Regions from separate parts of the Anas platyrhynchos genome. Here region 2 is linked to region 1. A link is a contact called in public Hi-C data. All regions are on one chromosome and are shown on one strand. Each heading gives the region's core, a stretch centred on a gene start, on an enhancer-like site or on the middle of the called end of the contact. The rest is flanking DNA. Distances are from core to core; before and after follow the strand shown. Region 1 has its middle 60 kb from the start of CDK6. Region 2 overlaps CDK6 (cyclin dependent kinase 6).

The links. A called contact is a pair of places that touch in the nucleus more often than the background predicts.
Region 2: a contact with region 1 is called in a Hi-C map of liver, with 3 times the contacts expected there. The contact joins two enhancer-like sites. A contact is called at or near these places in 4 of 8 Hi-C or Micro-C datasets (F5 follicle, liver, skeletal muscle and 1 more).

What each region holds. Positions count from the first base shown.
Region 1 is chr2:134,998,548-135,002,850 of IASCAAS_PekinDuck_T2T, forward strand. No RefSeq gene overlaps it. Among named protein-coding and RNA genes, the nearest start is that of CDK6, 60 kb to the right of the region's middle. Within about 2 kb of position 2,079, at least 1 of the 8 cell types and tissues checked has an H3K27ac peak or open chromatin away from gene starts, as enhancers often do.
Region 2 is chr2:135,181,520-135,186,238 of IASCAAS_PekinDuck_T2T, forward strand. It overlaps CDK6 (cyclin dependent kinase 6), which reads left to right. Exons shown (of 8, transcript XM_027450782.3): 7 at 3,351-3,486. Among named protein-coding and RNA genes, the nearest start is that of FAM133B, 22 kb to the right of the region's middle. Within about 2 kb of position 2,387, at least 4 of the 8 cell types and tissues checked have an H3K27ac peak or open chromatin away from gene starts, as enhancers often do.

The sequences.
Region 1 (4,303 bases), core at 829-3,328:
ACAGGCAATTCCAAGAAGCAGCCCGACCACGTCTGCAGTTGGTATGGTGCACAGGAAATGTCTCCAAATGGGTTTGGCACTTGTTGTGCCCTCTGTACAGTATAGGGAACCATCATCATCAACTATATACATTGATTATTATTCAATATTGGGATCGATTCCAATTGCCTGCTTTTCTAAATTGAAAGGTTAAACTGTCTTTATAGTCAATAGTGTCTTATGGGGCAATTAAGAGCAGACTTCTTAGGAATTTATCTTCAGTCATCAGCCATAAAAGGCCCACACATCTTCTCTCTCATTCAAGGACTACATGTATGTTTGTCATAACCAAAGATGACACCAAAGTGAATTTTGTTTTATTCTGATTCTTATTTCTCCTTTGCAGCTGTATTTCCTGGTGCTTTTCAGATGTACAAGATGTGCTACAGATAGTTTTTGTCATGTGTGAGCAAGTGGAGCTCAAACCCAGAAGAAACTAATTTGAGATAATACTTAGAGAAAATATGGTTATTCAAAACACTTGAAACTCTCCACTCATACTAGTAATTTAGTTTTAGTTTAATTGAATACGTCCTTTTCACAGTATTAGTTGCTTCTGGACTGTTTCCTTCAAATTTCTTTACTTGCCCAATTACATTATTGTTTTTTTAATTGCAGTACAAAAAAAAAAAAAAAAAAAAAACACACAAAAGAAAATGAAACAGATCTTTTCTTATGAAGAACATTTTTTTGACAGCTGCAATCTGGGAAAAAAAAAAAAAAAGTTTTTGGAGCATCCATAACTTACCTCTGCTACTCTTATTTCAGTTCATAAATTCTGTTTTAGATTCTGTGATTTTGTGATTGTCCAGAAAAAAAATCATATTTCTTATTGTCATTGTGAAGATACGTTTCTCCATTATGCTTCTAAATTCGACAATTATTTAATTGATACATTTTGTTTATGATTTTTGCATAGATGTCAATTTCTGCAAGATTTTAGTTGCCTTGAGATTGTACAATGCTAGAATGTACAATGCTAGAATGGAACTGCTTAGAGAAGACTGATAAGCAGCTTATTTATATGTGGTATCAGTTCACTTTCAGACAGACTCTTTAAGTGATACATACTTAGCTCTTATTACAGATGCCGCATTTTTCTTCTAGTGAAGAAAATATTTTCGGTGGAATAAAATTCTGTGTTCTGCCTTTTCCTCACTAGTTAAACTTCCTTCATGTAGCCCTTTTTGCTCCTGTACATTTGGAATAGGTTAACACTAGTTTATATCACTAGATTTTCATTTGGGATCCAAGAACTGTGGGTTTGCATGTACAGAGCAACAGCACAGCAAAGATTTAAATAGATATGAATTTTAAAGTGGGACTTCAGAGATTTAATTAAATGCAGTTTTAAATTAAACAAATGCTGTATGACATTTCATTCTTTTTCCTTCTCCTTTATTCTCTCTTCTCAGTATCCCCCTCTCTATTTTCTAATTCAATTTTTTGAAGCTTTATTTTTGCTTTTATTTCCTTTTTTATTTGTCTTTATTTCTCTTACTTTTTTTTCTTATTTTTTTCTCTTTTTAATTTTTCTTTATTTCTCTTTTTTTTTTTCTCTTTTATTTCTCTTTTTTCCATTTATTGTTTTAATTCTCATTTCTTTCTTTCCTCCCATTCTTGACACTTTTTTTCTTTCCAATTTCCAATTTCTTTTCAATTTTTTTTCAAAAAATTTTGCTGGGAAAAAAAAAAAATAATAATACATTTGTCCAGGTCAGAGCAACAGCTGAAATAAAATAAAATGAAAATAAATAGGCCTGATTTTCAGCTAAGGTACAGGTTGTGTAGAAACCTTACCAATTCCAGCCTGCACTCACCCTGTATTTCTGACACAATGTTCTTCCTTTTTCAGAGGCTATGCAGTGACAGTTACAGTGGTTTTGTCTATCCATGTATCCAAGAAGTTCAAAGACGTGTAGCCAGGAGTGGTAAAGATACTACATCTGGAAAAGATTGGTGTAAATGTGCAGTGTTAGTCACCATAGTGCTCTACATTGATGCACAGTGCTGTTAAAGTACTTCCACTGGTGCACGCTAGAGGAACAGAAGTAGCAAGCTCGATCCACCACTGACAAACTAAGCTTCCTGATACTACTGTCAATAGATGCTTGAGTTCTTGGAATCCCTTCTCTGCAGCAGTTCAGAGTGAGGCTAGCTCAAAGTGAAGTGAAAACCATACACATATTTCAGCTTGCATGTGGCTATAGCAACACATTTCCTTTTTTTTTTTTTGTCTTTGCCTTATGACAAACCTCTTGATTACTCTTGCAGTGACTATTCATGAACCATATGTTGCATGGCATGTGTGTGGACACATAACACGTGGATCTCACATTTTTAAACAGTATCTGAAGTGATGGCTTTCCTTCTATTCAGTTGTAAAATTGTCACTTGCTGCTGTACCATGCATTCTCACTAAGGGAAGAGATGGGTGGACAGCATGAAATAGTAAGTTAATACTGCGCTGAAGTGAGATCAAAAGGGAAACATACATTATTCTGTGTATATCTCAGCTGAGATTTCTGAGATATTGCGTATCTAGGTGATGAAATAGAAAGATCTCTTTCTGTTCCACTGTTAATTTCAGAAGTTTTCAGCCTTTTTCTTACTGGAACTTTGACAGTTCCTCAGAACACTTCCCTCTTCTAATATTCTGGGAAGAGAGCAGCACACAGTACTTCTCCTAAGATTTGAGATTCATTATAAAATACTATGCAATTCTGCCTCTCTTAAACGTTGGGTAGCCTCTATGCACACTTTGCTTTCTGTGTATCTTCAAGAAGTTCCATCTGGACAAAGTCAAGGCAAAAGTTTTCATATAACATTGCTGTATCTCACTAGAAAAATTCTGGGTTTATGATGTCTTGCATCTGTGTATGTTTCACTAGTAATATAATGATTAGGCATCACACACAGGTATTTCAGTATTACTTTTCATTACAGGTGTAACACCTGCATTTCTGCAAGAGTAGCACAGAACTGTTTTATTTGTACTTGAACAGTGTACAAGAACTGAGATTAAAAAAGGAATTAATAGAAAGGAAACAGTAAAGGGAGACAGGTATGTGTGTGGCAAAGTAGAACTAAATATGCATACCCTTTTCCTCTCAATTTTTCCAAACCAATATTTTAATAAAATACTAGGAAGCTTAATCAGAGAGTCTTTACAACAAGTGTTCTCCTTGGGTAGGTACTGATAGGGATTCATCCTGACCTGTAAGTTCTCCACAATTCCCTTGAAAAACTCCATGCATCAAAAGCAGTACTTTGCATCAAGCACAGCCGCTTCTCCTCGTCCTCTGTGACCTGTCTTTCCTAAAAAGCCTGCACCCATCCATTGCAGCCATCTATGTATATTTGCTGTCCTACCTTGTCTCCATAATCCAAATGAGATCCTAACTCTGCAGCTACACACAGACTTTGAGTTCCTCCTGTTTGTTTCCCACACTGTGAGTGTTCCTGTGCAGGCACTTAGGGTGTACACCGTTCATGCTGCTTTTGGAAGAAAGTGTGAGAGCCTTTATCATGCTATCTCCTGGGTATTCCTCACCGCCACCCATGCCTTTGCTTCTCTTCAAGCTCTGGTCACCTTGCCCCATGAACTCAGCTGATGATGGCAGTGAGTTCACAGCAAAACTGAGCAGCTTTTGTGCAGGCAGTGCTCTTTCTCTAGTGTGCCACCAGTGTATGCAACAATGAGAAGACAGAAGTGTCCTGCTTGAGCCAATACTGTGATGATGGATAAAGATGTTTCCCAGATCGTGAAAGATCCCAATCTTAGGGAAAAACAACAACAACAACAACAACTGATTGACTACAGAAATTATTAATGGTCATTAAGACTAAGTATGATCTACATAGACATTTTTTTCTTTATTGCTCTGATTGATTGTACAAGTGGATGTGTGAATGTGTGTGTGTTTGCTGTTACTTCTTTGTCTTTCTTCAAAGTAAAAGACAAAGGGCAAGAAGTATATTGAGACTAGTCTCTGGCCTCACAGTAAACTAACCAGTAGATCTAAGTTTGCAGTTCACCTTGGCCAACTCTACATTAGACACATTTATCTGACCAAAAAAAAAAAAAAAGTTGTTTGGGAGAAATTACGTTTTTAATGAGATTTTTTTTTCCATTGCATAGACAAAACTGAAAGTGCTTTTGTCAGTGTTATTGATTTCACCAGGGAAACTGCTGTAACCAGGTCAGTCAAAACACCGCACCTCCATAAAAAGTCTTTGCTGTCATGCTCCTATCAGCAGATGT
Region 2 (4,719 bases), core at 1,137-3,636, 180 kb after region 1:
CAATATGTTTGGTTGGAATTAACTAATTGGCTTTATTTTAAAACCATTTTAAAATTCTAGGAGTTTGTGTTTTTCTTCTTCAGATAAATAGGATATGTTGAGGAGGTGGAGAGGCTATGAAATCTCTGATGCTTAAGAGAGATTAACTCTCTTCAAAATTATGTTCTTATTAAAAAATAAAATAAAATGGCTGGTATTACCAATATGATAATTAAGTAGGAATATACCTTTCTTTTTCTCATAAAAGCTCTTCAGAGCAAGGAATGGCTCTGAATTTATAAGAACTGTGTAAACTTAAGATCCAATGTACACGGCACGTCATTAGGAAATCAGACCCATCTACAGCTGGTCCCATGCTACAGAAGGAGTGCTCGTTTACCTACCTCTGTCTTCCCTTTTATATGGGGGGGCTGCAGGAATCTAGGGATCTGCATGAAAGCAGAAACGGAGAGAGAGAGAGAGAGAAGGCTGAAACATTACTCTTTCAAACTTATTTCAGAGACAAGATAGTAAAATTTCTAGGGAAAAGAGCTTAATTGGAATAAATAATGAATTTCTTTGTTTAGCCATGTTTCCAGTTCACAAATCATAACAGATTTGTTTCTAAGGATTTTCATTATTTAATATGAGGTTCCTAAATTGCAGGTCTTGATTTCACACAGTTGACTTCCTTTTCCTGCATACCATACCAGTGTATGTGACTCACTTGCGTGGTTAATTTGTCATGCGCTGAATAGCTCTTCCTGCACAATCCAGAAAAATCAGTCCTTAAAGTTTACTTTTTCTTCTTCTGCCAAAGCTACTCTTTTAGTCTTACAAAATTCTGCTTTATTAAACAAAGACAGTTTGGATACATGCAACATATTTTTAATAATAATAACAATAATAATAAAGACATAGCCGTGGTTTATTTAAAGGATTTTTATTTGTTTATTACATTAAAGGAGAAAAATCCAAATTAATTGGGATAGGATTAAATGGGGTTGATAGCAGCAACCTCCGATGGGATCTTTTCATCCCTAGGGGGCGAGATTACCTGTGCAGAAAAGAATTCATCAAGAAAAGAAAATGCCGTGCTAATTTTAGAATAAATTCCTTATTACACGTTTATTTAAAGAGAAAGTTTGCTTTTGTTTCTTTTTGTGCAGTTCTCCTTAAATAGTTCAAAAGTCTCTTGCTTGGGTTTGGGGGTGAGGGGGGGGTATGCTAAATAGTGTTTATTTTGTGTTTTCACAGCTGGAGAACCCCCTACAGTTAGGCATAGTTCTTCTTGTAGGAGGATTGTTTCTTTCTACAGTAGTGAGTCATTCTCCAGACTAATTTGGACAGAAAGTAGTTTCAGGATTTTCATGCATGCTGGACTGATGTATTCTTTCAGATAATCGGGCTGTGGTCTACCTTTGTTTTACATGTGCGTTCTGATCTGCGTCAGGTAAAATTCCACTGCGTTTGAGGGTAAATCCCTAGGAGGTGGCCCAAAACAATTTCCTGCTTTTCCAGGACACCGTCAGCGTGTGGGATGTCCTCACAGATTTCAGGGTAAATGCCGCAATGGTGTGAGCAGACTTGTCTCTCATTGTGATCAATGGGAGTGGAAAGTACTCAGCATTTCTCAAGACCAGGCCTGAACCTTTGGCAGGAGGTGAAACTCATCCAAGATACTCCCAAACTTAGTCACTGAAATGGTAGTGCTACCAGACCAGAGTGAGGGCATCTACTCAGACATTCATTATTAAGAGTTTTGAATACTACGTGAGTGTGTAACTAAAAATATCTTTCCTTTCCACTCTTGGTCTTCTCCACCCTACCTGCCTGACAGGCTGCCTCCTCATTTCTTTTTGTTAGTTTTGCCTGTGCTTATTCTGCCCTCTTCACGCTCTCTCATGCAAACATTAAAAAAATGGGACTAACCAAACACTTTTGAATGGCAGGCTAAATGTCACGGTTATTTAAAATATTTAACTCCCCCATCCTCTTATGGTGCTATTTGTGTTACATTTAATACAGGTTCAGATCCTTGAACAGCTAATCACATAGCTTTAACCACTGTGGCAAAGAGCATTGCCCCATACTCCTGACATACCTGTGGTTATAAAAAATAATAATAATTTAATTTTTCGTACAGTTTTAACTCATCTTTTCCCAAGAGTTGTGGTGTTTTCTGATGTACTAAAGTGAAATTGTCCTGAGATTTTAATTGCTTTGCCCTTCTAGTCATGCAGTGTTGTTTGTTTTTGTTTTTTTTTAGCTGAGCCAAATTACAATCTAAAACCTATGTAGACAGAGGTGTAATTCTACCAAATTCAGTGAGGTAACATACGACTTACATCAAAGTTTTTGACCCTAGGCTTCACCCAGTCTTACCAGCCTCAGTAAGAAGAAAGGTCAATGCTGCTCCCTAGTGGCATTGGGCTTAGTGCAGACCCAAGTATTTATGGTTCCTTCTCCTCTTACCCTGTCAGCATTTCAACTAAAAATCTCAACTTTACAGGCTGTAAAGATTGATTTTCCATAAAATCTGACAAGTACTGTGTGGTCTTTTCTATAATTTCCATCAGAAATTGGCATTTCACCACTACAAACATTAAAATCAAACTAAAACATGAAATGTATGTGACATGATCCAACATTAGAGGTTTACCTACTATTTCATTTATTTGGGTTTTGCAATCTTAGCATACTTATTTAATGAGTTTAAATACCTTCTATAGTTTAAAGTAATAAAGACAGAAATTATAAAAATAAATTCAAATATTTTATTAAAGGGTAAAAAACAACTAAAATACAATGGAAAGTAAAGATATAAAGAACTAGAGTCCTGTGCCACTTCTGAACTGAGACTTTGAAACCTGTATTGTGAAGCAAATAAATTGTTTAACTTTAGGCAACAATTCCTGCACATAGCTTTGAAGCATTATGAAACATCCCTTTTATTGCCTTACCCTCATCTTGACCCATACTCTTCTCTCAATCCCTATTCTTGTGAATAAAGGTCCTTGCATGCAATTCCCCTTTGAAACTTACTGCTTTTAATCATCCTGGAGTGACATATGTTGCACCATCCAGTCAAGAGCTGAGCAAATTTCTTCCAAAGCACTCAGTCTTTTTTCAACAAAAAGACTCATAAAATTGAGACCTAGGCCAGAAAACTGTGCTGGCCACAGAATGATTTCTACATTGAAGGCCTACACTCATCACCCTCTATTCACAGTGATCAGTGCCTTACTGTACAACTAATCTCATTTAAACCAAAAGACTTACTCATAAAGTAAACTGCTACTCAGTATATTCAATACAAAGGGAAGACTGTGTAAATGTCCAGAGCTGACATTATGTTTTGCCTTTCACAGTGTAATTGGACTCCCAGAAGAAGAGGACTGGCCTAATGATGTTGCCCTTCCAAGAAATGCTTTCGCTTCCAGACCTGCACAACCTATTGAAAAATTTGTACCAGATATTGATGAACTGGGCAAAGACTTGCTTCTCGTGAGTTTCCGTTTGTTGTTCTCCAAACCACATGATTGATAGCCACATGCCAAGAAACATTTATATTTCCATTTAATGAGCTTATTAAAGAAAAACTCAAAAGCAGGTAGGCAAATTCATGTAAATCTATGAAACATCAGTACAAAGACACCACCTTTGACTCATGAGGTGTCAAAAGTAGGAATAGTTGGAGGCTAGGAAACTGTCAGGCATGTACATGTTCTGCATGTCTTTATACCATATGCTTTGATCCTCCTTGCTGACTGCTCTTGTGTCACTGATTCAGCCACTCTTGTGGTATAAGCCTGAGCTGAGTACAGAAACTGATCTACCATTTTTCATAGTATAGTGGGCTGAGTGCAAAGCAGAAAATAGGCTGTAGAAGCAGATTACATCTGCGTGCCTTCTACTGAATGCTGGAAACTTCCAATTTGGAATTCACCAATTAATCATTGCCTCTTAAACATGGCAGGATTGAAAAGAAGCAAACAAATTGTGCTGGTAAAGCTGGTAAGATTGAATTTAATTAAATTATTTTCAATATTTCTACAGATATTTTAGAATCCTTGACCCTCAAGTTCAGTCTTGGAATTGAATATTGAGAATGGTCTTGCCTCAGAGTTTGCCTTTTGCTGTGCTTGTTGAAATCTAGCTATATTTGCTCTCTGGAAGCCTTTGAAAGAACTTGGTTCACTTGAGCTCAGTAGAGTGGGGTCAGTGCAAATCTTGAAAGATTTTCTGCATCCCTTCAAGCCGTTCCTAGCTCCAGTGAAATTATCTCTATATAACAGCAGGTCATTCTCCACTGTCCTTATAACTGCAGCTGTGATAAAGTGGACTGCATCTGGACACTTGAAATGATGGGAGAAATGCATCTTTTGTGCTTGCAGGCAGCTTGGGAATGGAAGCTAGACATGGGAAAATAACAAGATTTTGAGAACAACAAGGACAAAAGCATGTCAATGAGCTCAGTGAGTGTGAGACATTGATGGGAGGGAAGAAGAGAAAAATACCTGTGCCTAGATGGTGAGGTGGGAAGTTGTTACTGTTAGACAAAAAGATGAGAAGTGGAATTTCTGAGCTGGCTGGACAAAGGCAGGGATACGGATCTTGAAAAACAGCAAGCAAAGTAGAGCTAGGAAGAAAAGGGAGAATTCCCAGTGGGATGATATGAAAGCTTTTATGAGGGAACCTCAGAATGGAAGTCTACCATCACCTGAACATAAACAGTGG